3 separate regions of the Mus musculus genome follow, and all the other regions are linked to region 1. The links are chromatin contacts, called in public HiChIP or PLAC-seq and Micro-C maps. All regions are on one chromosome and are shown on one strand. The core of a region is the stretch at or near the end of the contact, and the rest is flanking DNA. Distances in the headings are between cores, read along the strand shown.

Evidence for each region. A called contact is a pair of places that touch in the nucleus more often than the background predicts. HiChIP or PLAC-seq counts read pairs in DNA pulled down with a chosen protein or histone mark.
Region 2: a Micro-C map of the G1E-ER4 cell line shows a contact between it and region 1. The contact joins two enhancer-like sites. A contact is called at or near these places in 1 of 39 promoter capture datasets (embryonic stem cells), 1 of 15 datasets of contacts at CTCF or cohesin (the NIH/3T3 cell line), 23 of 484 Hi-C or Micro-C datasets (the BV-2 cell line, the G1E-ER4 cell line, the HL-1 cell line and 12 more), 9 of 115 datasets of contacts at active chromatin or transcription factors (T-cell acute lymphoblastic leukemia, embryonic stem cells and stem cell-derived neural progenitor cells) and 1 of 9 other capture datasets (embryonic stem cells).
Region 3: an H3K27ac HiChIP or PLAC-seq map of embryonic stem cells shows a contact between it and region 1, with 8 read pairs. The contact joins the promoter of Ociad2 here to the enhancer-like site in region 1. A contact is called at or near these places in 3 of 39 promoter capture datasets (embryonic stem cells and macrophages), 1 of 484 Hi-C or Micro-C datasets (embryonic stem cells), 3 of 115 datasets of contacts at active chromatin or transcription factors (embryonic stem cells and pancreatic cancer cells) and 4 of 9 other capture datasets (adipose tissue, liver, macrophages and 1 more).

Annotation. Positions count from the first base shown.
Region 1 is chr5:73,206,930-73,212,016 of GRCm38.p6, forward strand. The region is part of intron 2 of Fryl (FRY like transcription coactivator); the gene reads right to left. Among named protein-coding and RNA genes, the nearest start is that of Fryl, 47 kb to the right of the region's middle. Within about 2 kb of position 3,027, at least 77 of the 459 cell types and tissues checked have an H3K27ac peak or open chromatin away from gene starts, as enhancers often do. A contact at or near this core is called in the G1E-ER4 cell line, adipose tissue and embryonic stem cells, where this site is marked.
Region 2 is chr5:73,362,118-73,367,204 of GRCm38.p6, forward strand. It overlaps Gm34496 (a long non-coding RNA gene), which reads left to right. Exons shown (of 5, transcript XR_377015.2): 3 at 1,071-1,191; 4 at 1,296-1,509; 5 at 1,588-1,649. Among named protein-coding and RNA genes, the nearest start is that of Gm34583, 6.3 kb to the right of the region's middle. Within about 2 kb of position 2,599, at least 23 of the 459 cell types and tissues checked have an H3K27ac peak or open chromatin away from gene starts, as enhancers often do. A contact at or near this core is called in the G1E-ER4 cell line, where this site is marked.
Region 3 is chr5:73,336,866-73,341,952 of GRCm38.p6, forward strand. It overlaps Ociad2 (OCIA domain containing 2), which reads right to left and starts at 2,082. Exons shown (of 7, transcript NM_026950.4): 1 at 1,666-2,082.

The DNA.
Region 1 (5,087 bases), core at 1,777-4,276:
AGACCCTAGAAAAGTGGCTTTCCTATAAATAGTAAGAGCACGAAAGAAACATGTGTTGCACTCAACTGACAGTATGCAAACTATGTGTAACTGCCAAAGTCTCGCTGTTGAAATAGAAGGTACCCACATACTACTGGGCATAGCTCAATCCCGTTGTATATTATTTCAAGACTCATAAACAAGCTCTAAACTGTGTCTGTGTGTGTATTTAATTGTTAATGTGTGTGTGTTCATATATGTCAACATGAATGTGATACACATAAAAAAAACCCCACAGAGCAAAATGTCCCTAAAAGAGACAAAAACAATTCACTTAACATTATTCTAAGGCTTGTTCATGATCCTATTTTTTTGGTTTTTTTTAAATAATTTAAAAAAAAAGGTAAGCAAAAACATAGGCCCAATACAAAAGGAAGAAAACCAGTAAGTTTCACCACCCAAATGTGACCTGTGTCCTGTGTCCGTCAGTCCCCAGTCAAACAGCTCTTAGCTGCACAGACCATCTACTTTTTGTCTTAAAAACAATTCCTTGTCCAAAAAAAAAACGAACAAACAAAAATCCTCAAAGGTATCAGGGCTGCTCCTGTATACATTAACTTTCAATCGTTCCTTATTGTCTTAGTCAGGGTTTCTATTCCTGCACAAACATCATGCCCAAGCAGCAAGTTGGGGAGGAAAGGGTTTATTCGGCTTACACTTCCATACTGCTGTTCATCACCAAGGAAGTCAGGACTGGAACTCAAACAGGTCAGGAAGCAGGAGCTGATGCAGAGGCCATGGAGAAATGTTACTTACTGGCTTGCTCAGCCTGCTCTCTTACAGAACCAAGACTACCAGCCAGGGATGGTTCCACCCACAAGGGGCCTTTCCCCCTTGATCACTAGTTGAGAAAATGCCTTACAGTTGGATTTCATGGAGGCATTTCCCCAACTGAAGCTCCTTTCTCTGTGATAACTCCAGCTGTGTCAAGTTGACACAAAACTAGCCAGTACACTTATGGGCTAATTTGCATAGGGACAGGGAACTCTACTTAAGAGTTCTTGATTTGTATCCACAATCATGTTTGATAAGAACAATAAGGCTATTCCTTGTAGTTTTGTGATTGTATAAAAATATGAACACAACATTTCATATCACCTCCTGAAAATTACAACACAAATTTACTTTTCTATAACCTTTTCTGTGACCTTGACATTTTACATTAAACTGCCTGGAAAACATCTAGAATTTTACCACCACCACCCCCCAAAAAAATGTGACTTCTGGTCTTCAAGTGAAGATGTTTCTGCAATTTCCAAACATTAATTTTATGGGGGCAACTCTAAAGCCCTGATCGGACTCAGTCTCCCTTTCTAAATGTGAATTGCTGCTCCTAACCAAAACAGGCTTTTAAGTCATAGACTATTGCTGAGTGCATACCTCTGATCCCAGCAGGAGCCAGAAGCAGGTGGATCTCTGTGGGTTTGAGGTCAGCCTGGTCTACAAAGTGAGTTCCAGGACAGCCAGGACTACACAGAGAAACCCTGTCTCGAAAAAAAAAATAATAAATAAAAAATAAATAAACAAATAAAAAGTTTGCATTGGTGAAAGAATGAAAGAAGGACGGGAGGGGAGGGGAGGGGAGGGGAGGGGAGGGGAGGGGAGGGGAGGGGAGGGGAGGGGAGGGGAGAATAACAGGATGCCCTATAGATGGTGAGTGTGGGGGTAGGGAGGTGGAGGGAGTGTTAGATATCAAGGGTTGTTAAAGCAGAAATGTATCTTCACAGCTGGGAATATAGCTCCGTTGGCAGAACACTTGCCAGAACGCACAGAGTCCCTAGCTTGATTTGATCCCCAGGACCACACATGTTGGTACCCACACACAAACCAGCATCTGAGAGGTGGAGACTTGGGACTCCGTCATCCCTGGCCACATCAAGGTCAAACAGGCTGCCTGAGAATCTGTCTTCTTCTTAAGGACATCTCTAAACTGCCTACTGCTGTGGCCTTCCCACCAGCCAGGAGCAGTGTGTCTCTCCAACAGAGCTCCCAGAATCTATACAATGAGTGCCAGTTAGCGGCAGGAGCCACCTTCAAGGGGTCTACGGACAAAAGATCGATAGGCATGTGTTTTAGGCGCTCTGGCAGAAGTCTTTGAGAGGAGACAGCCTTCTCCACACAGAGACTAACTTCGGAAACAACTTAGAGCTCCAAATGCTTCTTGCTTCTGTGTGCAGAGCTGAGGATGAGACTAATTCTTCAAGTCCTTGAAGAGTTCACAGATGCATACAATTAATTTTGACCGTATTCGCTTCCCAGTCCTTCCCTTAACTCCTCCCACATTCATCTCCCACTCCAAGAGGCTGATTCTTTAAAGGCCTTTTAAGTTACATAGTCAAGCTCAATAAACAGTACCACCTCACTGTAAGTCTCCCCAGCACAGCCCCCCAGGGTGCCTGGACCTAGAGCCAGAGGCTATCATGTACCCAGGTTACATAACGACTGTTGGCTCTGCCCTCTGAAGTGGCTGTGTGCTGCTGCCTCCTCCCCACGTTTATGAAAGAAAGGATTGTGCTGAGTACAGATTAGCGGTTCCTCCCTAGAAATTTGTAAAAGATAATCAGTAATTTATTCAGATCAACATCCCCTACACAGAAAATAACGAATTTCAAAGTTAGTAACAAAACATTCCGAGTTGATTTGGTCACTACATTTGACCATATAGAGAAAAAAAAAAAAAAAAAAAAAAAACATGCCACAAAACTGAATTCTCCTCTTACAGAGCACAACCCGTAACTGGGAGAACCCCCACCCCACCCCTGAATGGAAGTCAGCAACACCCCTCCGACTCCGCCCTTCACGGTGGCTAACTTTGGTCTAAGAAAGCTACAAATACAGGAGTGGAGAATTCAGAGTTGGTTCACTGCACCCTAAGAAATGACACCCTAGAAATTCAAGCTAATTAAGAGCACAACAAGAAAACCAGCACCTGTCACCGACAGCCCACTAGGCGGGACGAGCTGCGGCTGGCGCTCCACACGCACGCCTTCATTTTAATCCAGCTAACCACAACCTTTGCACATGTTCAACTTTACAGACAGGGGAACTGAGAGAAAGAACACTGGTGAATGACCCTGAAATACTGAACGTCTGGCTCTCTTAACAGAATACGCTGCTGGGTGGATTTACATCACATTCTGTGACCCCAATACGTTCTCGTGTGATCAGAACTCTCAAAACCAAAGAAACTAAAAGAACCCATGCTGTGACCGGCGAGTCAGAGATGACTTTATATTTCACAGACTAAATCCAATCCTTGTTGTTGAGATCTAATTATTCAAGTCTGGTGGACCAACGTTGTCATGAAGGGAAGCGGCCGTGGCATTTCAGCCATGATTCTTAAATGTGAGCTCCAGTCTACAGCACATGCTTTCTGAAGAAGGCCACTAACAGCCTCAACACCGTGACTGTCCACACGTCGGCTGCGTCCACCTTGGAGGGTGGGCCTGGCTAGCCCTGGAGGGATCAGCTGTCGTCGCTGTGGCTTATATGAAAACCTGTCCACTCGAGTCATCTTCTGTGGACCCCTCTGCCTTACTCCACGCTCAGTGTTGAGACACTATTTGGTCCTTGGCTCAGTGTCCTAAAATTCAGTCATCTGAATAAACGCCTCGAGTGTGGTCTCTGGACCAGCTTCACTTCTGGGCTTACGTTGCTCTTCTCACTGAGGATTTTGACATACCCTGGAATCAGTAGGCAAAATTAAATATTAACTGGAAGATGTATTGGAGAAATGTGAGCCGTAAAGCAATGCTGTTGAGGCCTTCTGGAAACTGGGCGCCAGGAGCAGAGGAGAGCATGGGAGCAGCCCATCCGACCATCAAGCCACACCCTACACGGAGGGCAGGCAAATGTGAAACTAGAACTGGGGTCTCCCTGCAGAGTGTGCCCTGGAGTGTATGACTCACCCGGTTCTCAGACCATCCTTCTAGACCTCGCTGTGGGAGAACATTCTACAATGTGTAAATGAGGTTGTTGGGAAAACAAGAAACAAAAGCCATCTTTTTAATAGGCCGTGCTTCTGAAGTCACACTGTGATTGTACTAAAAACTAATTCGGGTGTGGCTCTATAAATGGGGGGCAGAGAGGAGACTTGGAGAGGGCCAAGGGAGGACCTGACTCATGTCTCCCACCTTGGCAGGTTTCTTCGGCATGGCTGCCAGTTACACAAGCCCTACCTGGAGTGCAATCTCGTTGATCTTACTCGTGAAGCCTTTACAAACCCATCGAACCAGGAGCTACACAGCATTTGTCAGCTTTGTAGACTTGCCATTTTCTAAAGAAAAACTTCCTTTATCACTCTAAACCATAAGCAATATTAGTGGGGATCAGCAGCACATGGGAATTTGTTTCTTACCTATGGACACCTAATGTTTCAAAATCATTTTTGAAAACTCTAAAATCCTATTCCCAGAAGCTAAGTCTCAAAAATCCTAATTTCATCTTAAGCAAAGTTCATTATAAAACTTCCATTATAATGTTTGACCTTAATATAAGCAAGATACTACTGCTAACGTCAGAATGTTTAAAACACTGTAATATGTCCTTTTGCTTTTTTAAAGGGTTTAAAAGGTTTCTGCTTTCCTACATCTCAGATCCCAAAAATAAACCCATCTGGTAAGGAACCAAAATTTTCATAACCACACATCCCCTTCATTACATCCAGAAAGACTAACAGACAAAAAGCAGTTCTTTAATTCAATAGGTAGGCCAAAGCAACGAAAAGGTTAATATCTGAAAACTCTTACGTAAAAGAAAATCAGCAAACGTCACCCCTCAACAAAAAAAATTTCCATTATGAGTCCAGAAAAATGGCCTCATCAGACACAGCTGTCATCAGTGGCCCGGTTAGGGAATACTAAGACACGACAATGCAGTCAAAGCAGCAGACTCATTCAGAAGAAGAAAGAGGGGGAAAGGAGACAAGGAGAGGACTAAGGTGTGAATGAGCAGAAACCGAGAAGGGTTTTTTCTTTTTAAACAAAAAATAAAGTCATTTTGCAGGCTATCACTAACGAGCAACCGTCCCATCTTGTCACAGAAGAAAC
Region 2 (5,087 bases), core at 1,349-3,848, 150 kb after region 1:
GCAAATGAGACGTCTTAGTTCCTTAGCTTCCAGCCAATGACCTTTTCCCTCCACGGATAGTCTCATGCCTTCCCTCAAACTATATAAACCTTAGCTCACCCCAAATAAAGTGTATGTATTCAACAATCCGCTCCCCAGGACCTTACCATTCCGGACTTTGCCCAGTCCTCTCTGAGCTGGTGTACTCAGAGACCCTGAGAGGAGAGGCAGAAGCTGGAGCTACAATTATTTATTTTAGCTGGGTGAGAATCAATGAAGGACATTAACTTATGAGATTATGCACAGATCTTTCAAATTATATTTTTTTTTTACATTTTCTTTTATGTGCGCGTGTACATTTGTGGGTGGGTATGTAAATGACGTGGCATGCGTGAGGAACAGAAAGGATCCGTGGGAGTTGTCTCTCCTTCTACCCTGTGGGTGGTGGGGGACCAAAATCAGGCCACCATGCTTGTGTGACAAGTGCTTTTACTCACTGAGCCATCTCTTGGGCTCTGTTGCTCTTTTCTGTCCCTCCCAATAGCTGGTCAATCATCCCAGATACCTGTGGTCCCTGTCAGAACTATAGCATCAGAATCAGTGGTCCTGAGGCAGGGGCATCCCTAACACGTTCTCACGGGTGTCACAAGCTTTGCTCCAGGCAAAGCCTATGAAAGCATCTAGGAGGTTTTTTTGTTTGAATTTTTTGTTATTGTTATTCCCAAATGGTGAATAAATTCTGCATCTGTTGTAAGGAGAAACTGGAGCTAGAAACTTAGGAAGTGTCTATTCAGAATCCCAGAGGGGTGAGGGAACTTGATGCGCCCTGGCTGGGTGCTTGCTGGAAGCTCCCCCACACCAGTGCTGGCTCTGAGCATACATTCTCCTGGACTTCAGCTTTGGGAATAAATTTTCCTCCCTCTGCTGCCTGCTCACGAGTGGCCTGAATATGTCACACAGATCCTGTAGTTTGAGGCTACAGAAATAGCTTCCCGGGTCTAATGACTGGCTATTTCTTGCCTTTATTGCCAGATATAATTACCTGTCTCCCATTCTGCCCAGACCGATGATTCGTGATCTGTTCTTAACAGCTGGCCAGAAAGAGCCATGAAAGGAGTATTATAGGCAAAGGCCACCGATCAAGTACAGACAATGCCCTTGACGATCGTCGTGTCTTGAGAACACAAGATGGCGAGAGGTCCTCGTGGAAAGGTTGATTTCTATCTATAGCACTGGCTGTTGGGGGTATTGACTTAACTCTACTTTTCAAATACAGAAGCAGGAGTTTTAATCCTCCCCGAACCTTCATATTCTAGAATCACACTAGCTGAGCCTGGCCTGAAAGATGACCACGTGATTGGCAGTAGTGTTCTCTGAAGCTGACTTGTTGATGTTAACTGAGTAGCTCAAGATTGGAGATGCCTTCTTTCCACTGTCCAAACTGACATACCCAGCCTGCCATGATTAGATGTGACTCGTCCCCCAAGGACATTTGGTTCCTGGCTGTCTCTGTCCTCGGAATAAATAAAGGTAGTTATCCTGGGACCCTTTTTGTTCCTGTGAGAGTGATTTGTTAGAAAAAAAGTCATGTGATCTCTCCTCTTACAGCCCCTCAAGCCATGATGCCATCTGCCATGAGACCCTCCATCGAGGCTGAAAGACTAAGGTTGACTGACCCTGGATTTCCTGCCTCAAATGCTGTGTGTTCAGTGAACCTCTTTTCTTTATACAGTTTCCAGACTTGGTTTATTTGGTATAGCAACAGAAATGGACACATATGCAGTTGTTAATTGAAATTATCATCACTGAAAATTAGTCTCTTTCAGAATGTTACTTAGTGATCTCTAAGTGATGCCCAGGTGCTTCATGGGACTATGACCTGGATCTCTGGCTATGGCCCTGTCAGTGACTGGGCCTATGAGATCCTTCTCTATTGTGTCCCCTATTGCTAATTGATCCCACTGCTACCACTGTACTTGGATGGTAGAGTTGTAGCCTAAGCTTTGAACTCTTAGTTCCCAATGTGTATATACATTTTAAGGATGCTTTTCTAGAGGTCTGAGAATAAGTCCAAGTTGAGGGCTAGCCCCAGTCTCCCTTTACCAGGCTACAGACCATTTCCTACTGAAAGTTTCCAAATACATTGGATTTGTGTCAACTGCCCCCCCCCCAGCCCTATCAAGAAAAGGGTGTTTCCTCCCTTGCCTTCTGTTTCTGCTTACTCTAGATAACCTCTTGCCTGAATGAGTCAGAGTTTGAACTGTTCACTCTTTACAAGGGACACCTTTCACAAGAGAATGGCCTGGTCCTGTGTTCTATGTTGGATAATTGTACAGTGGCCATATGAGTAATTTGGTCTCAGACACCCCCCTGTATAAAATATCAGGAGCCTGGTCTAGGTGGGAGTATTTGAATCTCAAGCTGGAATAGCCCCATCTCTTTCCATCAAGAGCTCAGCCGGGGAAGAGTGAAGATCCAGTCTTTTCTGATGTCTACATCAGGAACAGAGAAACACCCCTCTATGTAACACTTGCCAATTGTGGACATGAAAGCACTATCACCTTGCCACAGAGATCCATCCCAGGGTTGCTCAGTGACATGATGGATGTGTGGGCATCACCTGGCCGCCCCACCCTGTGCATTCTTTCTAAAGCTGAAGGCTTGCTTAGACAAGGGCATGTCCTCAGGTGGTCCCCAGGTCAGCTTCCTGGGACATAGAACAGAGCAGAAAAAAAAAAAGTCAGAGAATGGACTTGCTGGGGTAAGAGGTGACAGGACTTATGGAGACCTGGATCCCAGTCTAGGAGTTCAAGAGCAGCATCATTCAGCCAGAACTCTGATTTTCATCATTTCATTTGTCATTTTCCTCCTTGACTCTGTGTGTTCTCTGCAGCTGAGACCGCGGCAGGGATGGAGAACACAAGGACCTTCCGGGGCTGGGGAAATGAAAGCCCACACATGATGGTTCTTGAGTCCTTGAGGTGGTGAATAGCCAAACCTGTGCTTCCTGGTTTTAAGACACGGATGGCTACTGAGGAAAAGGTCTTGGGGAAATGGATGACTTTCATTTTGAATACTGGAGAGCAGTTGGAGAATGGCACAATGGAAAGAATTGAGTGTTTTGTTTTCCCCAGAATAACCACTAGCCCAGAACTGTCCAGATTGGAGGACCACCCCCGACATAAATAGAAAGTCAAGAGTTGCATGCTCCATGTCTAAGACTCAGGAATTATAATCAGCCATTCCCACAAACTTGCCCCCGTATTCAATTTGGTCTATGCCCCCTCCAACTGTTGTCCTGACGGCCTAGAGATCGAGGAATTTTTTTCCCTGTCCTTTTGCTTCCTCCTCCCAGGCTCACTGTAGGTAGCTCTGATCTGCTGGGCTGGGCAGGTGAGGAGAGGATCTGGGTTCAGACTCCTGTGGGTGAATCCACTTACCTGGACCTGGACCAGAAGCTGACCATGGCTGCTCTTCCTGGGGGAGGTCTCAGTTCTCAGCACTCACACCGTAGAGACAGGATTTCACTGGCCAGCTGCTTTGGGAAACCCCACTGGCTGGCTTTCCGACCTTCACTTGGAGAACTCGGAATCTCTATTAGTATATTAGGAAAGGTTCTGCTAGATCACGCTGTAGGAACCTCTGCTTTCCTTTGTCCAATTCAACACTTTCCCATTGGAGCATCTGGCTGGGGACCCTTTCTTTAATTCCTTAGACTCCAGAAGGACCCCAGGCACCCAGGTTCTCCAGCACATTTAGAAATTGCTGCCATCACCGGGCGGTGGTGGCGCACGCCTTTAATCCCAGCACTCGGGAGGCAGAGACAGGCGGATTTCTGAGTTCGAGACCAGCCTGGTCTACAAAGTGAGTTCCAGGACAGCCAAGACTATACAGAGAAACCCTGTCTCAAAAAACCAAAAAAAAAAAAAAAAAAAAAAAAAAAAAAGAAAGAAAGAAAGAAATTGCTGCCTTGGGGGAGGAGTTCAAAAATTGCTGTAGCTCATGACGCATTGTCTCTGGTTCATACAAGACACCGCTCTCCATTAGCTTACACGTTTAGTCCATTTACCCATCATTATGGTGGGCACAATATGCTAAGACTCATCCCAGTTTTAGGGTTTGTCCTGGGTAGGCTTTTGGTTAACAACATAAGTTGGGAACGTCTGGGAAGAAGAAAACTCAACTGAAAAAATGTTCTCATTAGATTGGCCTGCCTGAAGGCAAGCCTGTAGGGTAGGGTTCTCGATAGATATCTCACCTTTCACAGGGGTCACCTGAGACCATCAGACACTGCAGATATTTGCATTGCAATTCATAAGGGGAGCAAAGTTGCAGCTATGAAGTAGCAATGACAATAATTTTATGGTTGGGGTCACCACAACATGAGGAGCTGTCTTCAAGGACTACAACACCAGGAAAGCTGAGAACCATTATTCTAGGGCATTTTCTTGATTAACAATTGATGTGGAAAGCCCAGTTCACTGTGGGCAGTGCCACCCCTGGGCAGGTGGTCCTGGAGTTTATAGGAAAGTGGGGCAAACAAGTCATGGGGAGCAAACCAACAAGCAGCCTTTCTCTACGGCTTCTGCTTAAGTTCTGCCTTGAGCTTTCTGCCTTCAGTTTCTGGCTTGGCTTGTGTCAAATGACTATGACTTGGGATATGTGATATTGACCCAAACCCACAGGAACAAGGGTCCCACACAGCAAAGTGTTGAGAGGGAGGATGAGAAAAAAAAGATAGAGAGCTGGGACCAGGAGACCAGGAGATCTTACACAAGCCTATGACTTATGCCAAACAAGTTTGTCAAGAAGCACAGCATCTTCTATATCATTTGCAGGGGGAAATGACTAAAGTCAGCAGAAAGCTGAATTAGACAATGCTGACAAAGAGATCACAAGATACCTCAGACCCAGCTGCCTTAGGACTGGTAGCCACAGTCCTCCAGAAGCGAAAGCTGCATTCCTAGGTCCCAAAACCTTAACTCCTTTGAGTCTCTGTCCCCAGCCCCAGACTGGACCTTGCCAAGTCTGCTCCTGGACAAGAACACAAAACTATTGTTCTCTTTGTCCTTCCACGAGGGCCTCTGGAATGTCATGGGCTGATCTGG
Region 3 (5,087 bases), core at 832-3,331, 130 kb after region 1:
ACGCATGAAGGTGAGAGATTTGGCTTAGGAAATATTGGACTTGGGAGCTGGGGGGTAGTTGGGTACAAACCCTTTATTCAGTAAAGACTAACGTATTTGGGGATCTGGCTCTGGAATTTCCGATTAGGGAAGGCTGGAGAGATGAATTTGACAATGGCCATCATAGGGATGCACGTTAAAGCCAGGGACACACTCGTCTACAGAGAGTACTGGAAAATGTGAACACGGAACCCAAAGGAGGATTGGCGAGCGAATAAAAAGATCATTGGCCAAGGAGATGACTGTGAGGGAAGCACTGACAATCACCAGGGAAGAAGCCATCAGCCTCCATCCCAGGGCCCGGGGCTGGCAAAGATGGACATTCTCCAAGTGGACCATGAGCCTCATCTTCTTCCCTAGTCCTGGGCCCCATCGACTCTCCTACAAAACAGACAGCTCATATAGAATCGTATTTTCTACATTAGTAACTCAGTAGCAAGAAAAAGAAGCCCAGGGCCCCTCCCTGTACATTCCATCTTGGGTGCCTAGTGTTGTTGGGGAGTAACATGATGCTCTACAGTGTTAGATACTGGAGAGGGTAATAAGAGCCTGACTGTGTGCACCTGTCCCCATGAGATAGAGTCTCACTATGTCACTCTCGTTGTCCTCTAACTCCCTGTGCAGGCTAGGCTGGCCTCAAACTCCCAGAGATCTGTCTGCCACCCGAGTGCATTGTTAAAAGTCTGGAACAATGTCCTGCAACACACCAGTTTTAATTCTGACTTTCTTTGCAGGTCCTGAGAATTGGAATAAGGGATATAAAGTGTCTGGGCCTCCACTGTGTCATCTGAGACTTGGGCACAGCAGTCTTAAGCTGTGCAAGGATGGGGATGAGAAATGAAGACAGGACCAGGGCACAGTGATAGGTGTCTGAACAGTAGGGGAACAATTGTCAGAGTGGCTCTGGGCATCTTATTTTCTAGGAATTAAGACCCTAGGAAATCTTTGCCACCTATAGGCAAATTAGATGATTTTTTTTTTTTTTTTAAATTCCCAGTCAGACCCAGAGCCATCTCAAGAATCAGGAAGCAAGCAACCACACACCTCAGTGTTGGTGGGCTGGGTCTTCCAGAACCCAGTTGCTTGCTTTGAGCAAGCCTTACCTTCTGGGCACATGCGCGTGAACACACACGCACACACTCTCAGGTCTGGTGCCTGACCCAGTCTGTGGCGGGGGAGGGGAGGTTGGCCCAGAATCAGCTAGCTAGATTTAAAGGCTAGACCCTTCCAAGAAGGCTGCCTGCAAAACTCCAAGCTACACCCCTGCTTGGGGTCGCAGGAGTTGGTGGCACCTGGAGAGGAGCCAGGCAGGCAAGCGTTGGAGACTGGCTACGGCGGAGCGGCGGCGGTGCAGTCTGTGAAGGGCCTGCGCAAGTCCCCAGCACCCGGGAAGGAAAGCCAGCAGAGAAAGACACTGCCCCAGGCCACCTCTCCTGCCCGCACACCACCCTCTGTGGGCTCACAAGTGCGGGTGGGTGCTACCGAGGCGGAGCTGCGCACGCACGCGCACACACACACACACACACACACACACACACACACACACGACTGCAGACACCCCTCCCGCGCGCCGCACACGCCCACCGCCCCAACCCGAACCCCAGGGCCCCTCTCCTCTCCCCTCACCTTTTTTCTTGGCGATCTTTCCTTTCTTCCCTCCTTCCTCTTCCTTCCAGCGCTCGCTCCTCCCCGCACCTCTGCGCGTCGCTAGCTCAAGACTCAGCAAGTGCAGCCCGCCCCCACTTGCAGTCTCATTCTCTGTTGGTGACACTGGGAGAATCCAGCACTTTCCAGAAGCCCCCACTTCTCAGTCTCTTCCTAACACTTGCTATACTCTACCTCATTGTTTTTCACGTGACTCCGTCCTCCCAACAAAAACACAGGCGACTCCAACTGTTTCCCTGAACCCCCTCTCTGGGCGGATTTAAGCATTCACCTCAGAACAAAAGCACTGTGCTGCGGACAGCCGGGACAGCCCGGTAGGGTCCCCAACCCCGAGGGAGTCAATTACAGCCCACCTTGGTTCCTTAGCCTTCTTTTGCCAAGCTTTTACCCTCCCAATGGCTAGCCTATGAGGGGAAGGCACTGAGTGTGTGTGTGTGCGTGCGTGCGTGTGTGTGTGTGCGCGCGCGCGCGCGTATATCCTAGTATGTGTGACTATAAATGAGTGCCTATGTATGTGAGAATGTGCAAGTATATATGTGAACACATATGAGTATATATGTGTGTCTCTGTGTGTATGTATGTAAATATATGTTAGCATAAACCTGTGCCTATATTATGTGAGTGTGGGTAAGTGTATATATGAGCGTATACATGTATGTATGTATGTCTATGTAATTGTATGTGACTGAGTGTAAGTATATGTGTGTTAGTGCATTTGATGGTGTCTAGGAGTATGAGAGGGTGTGCATGTATGTGAGTGGTGGTGTGTGAATGCATGTATACATGTGTGAATGTGTATCTATGTAAATGTATGTGTGTGTTGTGAACAAGAATTTCCAGAAAGACGCTCTGTCTGCAGAGACTGACTGACTGACCAGTCTTGCAGTGCTGAGGGGGGAAATTTGGAAGTTGCAATTCCAGAGGCAACTTATATTTTCTAGCTTTAACCCCCACAACGGGGCTTCCTTACCCACCCCTCTGTCCAAACTAACATCCTGTGACTAACAGTTCATTTCCTGCTGCCCACAGAGATCAGAAGAGGGCATCGGGACCCCCCACCCCCACCCCCCGGAATTGGAGTTACAGATGCTTGTGAGCTGCCAAGCGGGTGCTGGGAACTGAACCCAAGTCCTCTGCAAGAACAACAGGTGCTCTTAGCCACTGTGCCATCTCTCCAGGCCCTGTCCTGGCCTTTTCTACCCTGGCCTCCAGCCTGGCTGGAAAAAGACCCTCTTCTCTTTCACACTCAGGAAAAGTTGTGTCCTCTCAGGGTACTTATCACCATAACAGTCCACTGGGGAAATGTACAGTGGAGAAAGCACCACCCCTGCTTGCTTTTAGTTGACTTTATACCCATTTCAGGAGGTCACCAAGCCCAGCAATGTGTCCTTTGGCCTTCCAGATCAGATTTCTGCTCAGCTCTATATACAGACATGTTAATCATTTAAAGATCGGTCCTCTGAAATTGGCAATACAAGATTGATTACGCCTCCACCTTCCTGCCCCCACCCTCCAGAGCTGGGTGGTTAAGAGCACTTGCCGCTCTTCCAGAGGACCAGAGTTAGGCTTGAAAGAACTTGAAACTCCACTCTAAGGGACAAGACTCCTTCCTCTGGTCTCTGTGGGCAGATGTGAGCACTTGCACACACATACACATGACTAAAATAACTTTTTTTTAAAAAAAAGATATTGCTGGTTTAGTTGATTCTCCATCCCTAGTAGACAGCGGCAGACTCTCCCTGTGGCGTTTCATTTTCCCTTGACCCAATTTGACTCTCAAATTAAAGGTAACGTAGGCCTGCTAATTTTATTTTCTGTTACCAGAAGTCAGAAATAAGCCCCTGTGGTGCTGTGGTTTTCAGAGCTGCGCTTTCTAAGTGTTCTTGCGAAGTAGATGAGCCATCTCCCTTACACCTCACACAAACCTTCAAAGTGGCATTTACCCTACACCATCTTGCTGCACTGAGTGTCGGAGTATGTGTGCCTCATTTGCATATCCACTTCCCACCAGAATGTTCCAGTAAAATGCTTTAAATAGCTAGAAATTACCCTTGGTCACACTTATAGCACAAACTCCTTAAATAGTACTTGGTTGGCTACTCTGGTACATCTGTGTGCAAGCATGTACCCCTTATAGCACAAACTCCTTTAATGAGCCTTGTTTGACCATGCTGGTACATCCGTGTGCAAGCGTGCTCGAAGTGACAAGGCACGAGGCAGTTCCACAAAGGAGTGACCTTCAATGAAACACTAGAATAAAAGAACCCCGGGCTTGGCCCTGAAAGTCTTACCCGTGGAATGAAGTCTGTGTTGGTCCTTACTTCAGCATTGTGTAGGGCCTGAGGATCATGGCTGCATAGCTGATACTCAGAGGTTAGTTTAGCATGTGCCAAGCTACTCAGGGCAGGCTCCAGTGTGAACCATCTCTGCAGTCCCGTGTTGTTTCCAGGCAACATCTAGATTCATTAGCTGGGCTTGCATGATTCAGCCCTCAGGTCCTCTGAGGGAGAGGCTGAAAGACTCATACTCCCTCCTTTCTGCTTTTTTGCTCAGCCTGGTCCAAACTTGGTCTGCTTCTTCATTCTCCTTTCATTTGTAAAAGACTCAGCCTTGAGGTCAGTTCGTGGAAAACCTATCTACAATTTAAGACACATAGGGGTGTAGTGACCAACATTCCTAATGACAGCTGCTAGGTACAATACTCGGTGCTAAACTTCCCTCCGTGATGCCTAGAGGTCTTCAGTCAGCAGTCCTTCCCCAACCTAAGCTTCTCCTAAGAGAAGGCCCTCCCCGCCCAACTCCTCCTCCCCCAACCTAGGCCCCCTTCCCCAAGACAGTCAATCATTCTGCAGTGGATGCCTGCCAGCCCATCTTCCCCAACTGTGCCATGTATGTCATTCCTAGTAAGTGTAACACACACCATATTTTCAAGCACCTCCCTCCAGGTACTTGGATTCTTATCTTTCATGTTTCTGTAACAAATTACCCAGGACTGACCATTTTAAAAATAAAGAATAGAGAAATAAAAATATAAAGAAAAGAGCCAGGTGTGGTGGTGTACATTTCTTTTTTGTTTTTTGTTTTGGGTTTTTGTTTTTTTGTTTTTTGTTTTTTGTTTTGAGACAGGGTTTCTCTGTGTAGCCCTGGCTGTCCTGGAACTCAATCTGTAGACCAGGCTGGCCTCGAACTCAGAAACCCATCTGCCTCTGTCTCCCAAGTGCTGGGATCAAAGGCGTGTGCCACCACTGCCCGGCGGTGGTGTACATTTCTAATCCCAGCACTTGGAAGGCAGAGGCAAGTAGATCTCTGTGAGTCTGAGGCCAACCTGGTGTACATAGCCAGTTCTAGGATATCCAGAGCTGCATAATAGACATTGTCTGGAA